Linked DNA regions of Mus musculus: region 2 is linked to region 1. A link is a contact called in public HiChIP or PLAC-seq data. All regions are on one chromosome and are shown on one strand. The core of a region is the stretch at or near the end of the contact, and the rest is flanking DNA. Distances in the headings are between cores, read along the strand shown. Region 1 has its middle 5.3 kb from the start of Gm23298. Region 2 overlaps Smoc1 (SPARC related modular calcium binding 1).

What was found. HiChIP or PLAC-seq counts read pairs in DNA pulled down with a chosen protein or histone mark.
Region 2: an H3K27ac HiChIP or PLAC-seq map of hepatocytes shows a contact between it and region 1, with 2.6 times the contacts expected there. The contact joins two enhancer-like sites. A contact is called at or near these places in 1 of 39 promoter capture datasets (liver), 4 of 484 Hi-C or Micro-C datasets (B cells, embryonic stem cells and liver) and 1 of 115 datasets of contacts at active chromatin or transcription factors (hepatocytes).

Annotation. Positions count from the first base shown.
Region 1 is chr12:80,904,688-80,907,690 of GRCm38.p6, forward strand. No RefSeq gene overlaps it. Among named protein-coding and RNA genes, the nearest start is that of Gm23298, 5.3 kb to the right of the region's middle. Within about 2 kb of position 1,599, at least 4 of the 459 cell types and tissues checked have an H3K27ac peak or open chromatin away from gene starts, as enhancers often do. A contact at or near this core is called in hepatocytes, where this site is marked.
Region 2 is chr12:81,180,670-81,183,672 of GRCm38.p6, forward strand. The region is part of intron 11 of Smoc1 (SPARC related modular calcium binding 1); the gene reads left to right. Among named protein-coding and RNA genes, the nearest start is that of Mir3067, 16 kb to the left of the region's middle. Within about 2 kb of position 1,617, at least 10 of the 459 cell types and tissues checked have an H3K27ac peak or open chromatin away from gene starts, as enhancers often do. A contact at or near this core is called in hepatocytes, where this site is marked.

The DNA.
Region 1 (3,003 bases), core at 349-2,848:
TGTCTCTTTACATCAATGACACCCTAACTAAGACCGAAGGTATCAGAAGTGGGGTATTGATGTGCTAGGCCTGACTAGGATTTTGTTTGGAGGAATGTGGATTTGAAGACTTTGGATTTGGGAAGCAGTGAAATGCTTTAAGTAAAGCTTAATTAATGCCATTCCAGTAGGAATATGGAAGACAATGGTGCTGAGGGTGATTTGAACACTAGGGACTTGGCTCAAGAGATTGCAGAGGAGAAGAGTTTTAATATGTTTTCTAGTGATCATTCTTGGGATATTTTGGTGAGGAATGTGACTGCCTTTTGCCCTTGTCCAAAGAGTTTGCCTGAGGCTAAGGTGAAGATATTTAAATTAATTACATTGGCAAAGGAACTCTCAAAACCTAGTTTAGACTCTGTCCTGTGGTTCACTCTTACAAGGATTGTTTTGATCAAACAAAGCAAGCTTAGGAAGGAAAAATACAAAATGTACAGTTCAAGTAACAAAGTGGCACCAGGAAGTAGAATGGAGCTGATCCTGTGTTCAAGGAGATAAACAGATTAAGGATGTGGTAGCCTCAGGGCAAGGTCCCAGCTGGCTAAGCTTATTGTTTATGTGTTGGCAGTTGAACAAGGGATAGTTATATGTAGGCATTATTATGACCTGGTTGCTATTTTCAGTTGAACATAAGGAGATATGATTGTGTATCAAATTGAGAAGGGATAAATTGTGATGGCTATTCTAGATTGTTAACTTGACTATATATGGAATAAACTAAAATCCAGAAATGTAGGGCACACCTGTGATCCATATCTTGAGGCTGGAATACATAGGCTTTTTGAGCATAGTGGTTACAACAAGCTTAAGTTCAGGCGTGGTGGTACATGCCTTTAGTCCTAGTACTCAGGAGACAGAGGCATGCAGATGTCTGAGTTTAAGATCAGGGCAAGTTCCAGGACAGCCAAGCCTAGGCAGTGAAAGGTGTAGTAGAATGAGGGGCCCATGTTCCAGCTCCTGAAAGCAGCAGAACTTGGCAGCTTCAGCCATATAGCTCTGGCTTTAGAGTCAAGAGTAGAAGGGACTACTGGGACAATTGATGCTGGTTATCTGGAGCTAAGAGAAACTAGTGGTGATTAAGAAGAGACCAGCATCACTGAGGTGAAATCTTCTGGAAAGTGTTTTCTGAGAGCACAAAGAAACTGTTTCAGAGATAACCAAGGTTGTACCTTGTGCTGCAGCTGGATTTGGTAATGTGTAAGAGTCACCCAGGAGGTACTGGTTTGGAAGGCATGAAGGGGTCACAGAGTACAGTTGAGACTTAGCACTGAAAGAGGCCAGGAAAGGCTTAACGTGGAAATTTCTGGTTTCTTTGGAGACTCAATTGTGTCATGTGATGTTTTTCTGTAAAGTGTCTTATGAGAGGATATTTTGCTGAAGCAGACATGTTGAGGATGTGTTGCTGAGAACAGACACATGGTGCTTTTCTGGAAGCAGTCTAGGAAAGGGTATATAATGTTTTGCAAGAGCAGATGCTTGAGATAACATGTGGTGTCTGCAAAGGGTATAAATATAACCCAATAGACAGTGTAATATTGATTCGCCTTGCCACTCTTTGCTGGTCATTGTTTGTTGTGACTTTGTTGCAAGAAACACACCAAAGAACTTCCTGTGCTGTTCCAGCGGCTTCTTGCTGCTTCCGTGGACTCGGGCCAATTGGACTTGTGGTTTCTTCTGGATCAAACTGCCATTGCTGATTTGTGAATGTTGTTTGTGAGTGGATTGAGCTACTGCTGCTGATTCATGTGAACTGAACTACTGATATCCTGAAACGCAGACTGGATTCACTTCAAAGAAGTATTTCTAAACAGGTCCACATTCTCCTTTGCCCTATTAACCTTTCCTTTCCACTCCCTCTGGTGGGTGGTGGGCTAGAAGGGAAGTTAAAGCATTTAAAGTAGGTTTTTTTTTTAATAAGCCTACAAAGGCTATAGGTAAAGGAGCAGCCTCAGTTGCAGTTGATGGCCCAAGACTGAAGGAGTTATGCAAAGAAGTTGAGAGTTGGCACCATGAAGAGAGCCTATGAGAGGGTATTGGTGAAGCCTAGTCACAGTGGAAGACCTCAGAGTATTGAAGATGCCAATGCCATGGGATGATCACCAAGAACATCAGCAGCAGTGGAGTGGAGTTAACCAGAGCCCTTTGGAGTAGCTCAGAAGATCATGTATGGATCTCAGACACTAGAACAAGAAGCTGTGAAGTTGAAGCTGCCTTGGAGACCCCAAGACATTAGAGATGCCAGAGCCATGGAATGCCTACCAAGGAAAAGTACTAATATAGAGTAGAGAAAGAGAAATATTTATGTTGCAGTCAACAAAGCGGAGAGGAGTTGGACATCAGACATGGACATGCAGTTTGAAGTGTGCCCAGTTGGGTTTTTGGTCTTCCTTTTGTCTAGTATTTCCTCTCAATAATGTTTTGAAATGGTAATGTATATCCTGTGATGTTGGAAGTACATGATTGCTTTTTAATTTTTATTTTATAGGGGATTTCAGTTAAGCGACTGTGTGAAAAGACTTTGAACTTGTAGACATTGTTGAAACTGTGATAAACTATGTACATTTGAAGTTGGACTAAACACATTTTACATTATGCTATGGCTAGGTGTGGTCCCTGTCTTAGTTAGGGTTTTATTTCTGTGAAGAGACACCATGACCTAGGCAACTCTTATAAGGAAAACATTTAATTGGGGTTGGCTTGCAGTTTTAGGGGTTCGGTTCGTTATCATCATGGCAGGACTCATGGCAGCTTCCAGGCAGGCATGGTGCTGGAGGAGGAGCTGAAAGTTCCACATCTTGATTTGAAGGTGTCTAGGAAGAGGGCCTTTTCCCCACTGTGTGGAGCTCGAACATAGGACCTCAAAGGCTACCCCCATAGTGACACATTTCCTCCAACAAGGCCACACCTACTCTAACAAGTTCCCCACTCCTTGTGGGCCAAGCATTCAAACACATGAGTCTATGG
Region 2 (3,003 bases), core at 367-2,866, 280 kb after region 1:
TTTGCTGGGGACCAGTTGTCTACCACTTCAGCCAACACACAGGACCCAGAGGAAGCATCTAGAGGAAGCTGTGATCTGGGATGCAGGATTTAAGAATCAGTGCTCACCTGGATGCCCCTCCAATCCAAATTCTGTGAGGAGCAGGCTGTAGATTCGAGTCATCTGAATATTTTTTTTCCCAGAGACTCCTGGGGTAATTTCTGTTTCTTGCCCAACCCTACCTTGACCCTCTCACTTAAAAAGTGTCATTGAGGGTCTGGCTGAAGCACCTGTGTCTGCAAATGTGACTGCGACAGGTCTGCCTGCATCTGTGCATGCATCTCTTCAGCATATTGCTGTGAGCATGCCTGCATGGGTACCTGTCTGACAGCATCTCTATCTCTGTGTGTACACACGTGTGTTTATCTATGCCCGTTTTTAAAAATTATTTTTGTGTGTGTATGAGTGCTTCTCTCCATTTACGTTATGTGCACCAAGTATGTGCCTGGTGCCTGCAGAGGCCAGAAGAGGGCCTGTTGGAACTGGAATTACAGATAGTTGTGAGCCACCATGTGGATGCTGGGAACTGAACCTGGGTTCTCTGCAATGGCAGCAAGTGATCTTAAGTGCTGGGCCATCTCCTCAGCCCTTTATGCCCGACTTAAAATGTATCTATGTATGCATGACTATACATGCATGCACATGCTCTGTGTGTGTGTGTGTGTGTTGGAATGTGGTGAAGTAAAACGTAGGAGGAAGAGAGGTTATGAGTTAGAGTTGAGGTTGCCTGTGTAGATGGCAAGTCCATAGAGAGTACGATGGGACTCTTCTTTCCATCCCTCTGTCCAGACAACACACTGATCCTAGAGCCCAAAGCCTTCTGTTGTTCTATGTTTTAGAGTCTGGTTTAAGCAGAGGAGCAGTGCTTTGCACGCATGGGGCAGCAGTGCTGCCATTGCTTGCCTTATCAGTAGGACTTCATAGTTTAGCTTCCTTGCCCTCCGTGAGGATGACCCTAGAGTGAAGAACAATGTCTCTTGTGAGCAGGCCAGACTTATTGCCTGGGGAAGCCAAGAGAGTGGCCAGAGAGAAATACTGGGCAATGGGGCACAGATGTAACTTTGGGACTCTGTGAGGAGAGAGATAGAACCTGTGGGGAGCTGTGTGGCCAGTGCCCTGACAAGGATGTCTGTTTCTAGGCATATGGTGCTAGCAGGAGAATGGAGGACTATGAAGAAACCTAGGGGAGGGGTGAGGACAACTGTCTAGACAGAAATAGGGATGCAGGTATGACCAGAGACCCTGAAGTCAGATAGACCTGACTGTTAAGCTCTGTCAGTTCTAACCCTGTAATTTGACAAGGTTCCTCACCTCTCTGGATTTCAATGTCCTCCTCAGCCGAATGGAGGTAGTAGTATCTACCTTGGAGATTTGGAGTGAGAAGTTAACAGTTTAGAGTAGGTGATGGGCGGGACAGAGTCCAGATGCACAGCGATCACACAAAAGCTATCAGTAGCAGAGGAATATACCCATGGGATAGAGGTGCTGCTTGCTGGCAGCCTCAAGGTCTCACTTTGCTCCAAATGGCAGAAAGCAAGATGGTATATGAGAGCTCAGGCACAGGTCATCTGGTATTATGTGGTGCCCTCTGGTGGCCTGAGAGGGACTTGCATGCCAGATGGGGGCCCAAAGTGAGTGGGAAGATGTGGGACTTGGGCTGTGTAGTTTTGGGTTTGAGGGGCCCGACTTCTGGAGATGCCACAGGAGCACCCCTTCTTTTGTCTTCCATGACTCTCACTGGAGAGCTGAATCCTTTGACCAGCATGGCAAGCCAGACATTTGGAGGCCCGGGCCTCGGTAATTGTTCTTTTCCAAGTCATAAAGCAAGTTTGTCAGGGTTGCTGTCTCTACCCTGTACAGCAAGCAGCAGAGGACCAGAGAGAGGCTCAGTGTCTCAGAAGCGCCAGCTTTTCCTTGGGCTCAGTCTTCTCCTCTCCCTCTGAGGATCAGGAGCTCGGGGTCCAGCGGATGACAGCAGCAATGAGTTTACTTCCTCCCATGAATGCTGTGCCATCCTGGGTTTTTAGCCACATTAAATGGGGATAATATCACTCCTGTTATATAGGTTTGCTGAGGTACAGGGTTGCGCTCCTGTCTCTTCATTTTGTTTTCTGGCTCTTAGCTGATGAAGCAGAGCCAGGGCCACCATAGGCCTTCTTCTTCCATGTACGGATCTCCATGTTTACTCCTGAGGGCAGCACCTGCGGAGTGGAGCAGAGTAAATGTAGACTCTGAGGTTGGGCAGCCTGGCTCTGCCCTTGCTCACCTGCCTGCCTTAGGTCTGCTCCTCTTATCTTCCTGGATTTGTGATCTCACCTGCAAACTTAGATATACCAACATCTACCCTTAGTTTGTCTTTCTTGGTCATAAGGAATATTGGGAGAGGCTGAGCTGTGTCATCATAGGATCCATAGGTAATCCTGGACTTAGCAGGAGACAATCTCCAACCCCCCGCCCCCTGGGAGGCAGAGATGTAGCATAGATGTTGTCTTAATACCATCTTCTGGTTCGGTCCAACGATGTTCAGAGGCACAGGGAACTGGCCCGGCTCCTAGTATGTTCTCCCTTCAGGATCAGGTCCTGAGGGAGCATCAGGACCTGTGCACAGGGGAGGGTGTTATCAAACCAGGTCTTGGACCTTGTGTAAGTCACTCTGAGCCTTTGCCTCCAGATTTGGCAAGCGAAGGAACTAAGGTTCCTTCCACCTCTGACATTACAGGACTCGGAGACCCAGAACCAAGAAGGTTATAAATAGCCATTAAAACCCTTCTTAGCTAACAGCTGAGGGGATTCAAAGAGGCGTCCTGCGTGGGTTCCAATACCACAGTGGGAAAGGAAAGTGAAGAAAATTTGTTTATTCTCTCTTCGATTGGTGCCTGCCTCATCTATTCAATTTGAGTTCAAGCTCAGCCTGGACTATAGAGAGAAATGCTATCTCAAAAAAAAAAAAAAAAAAAAGTGCCA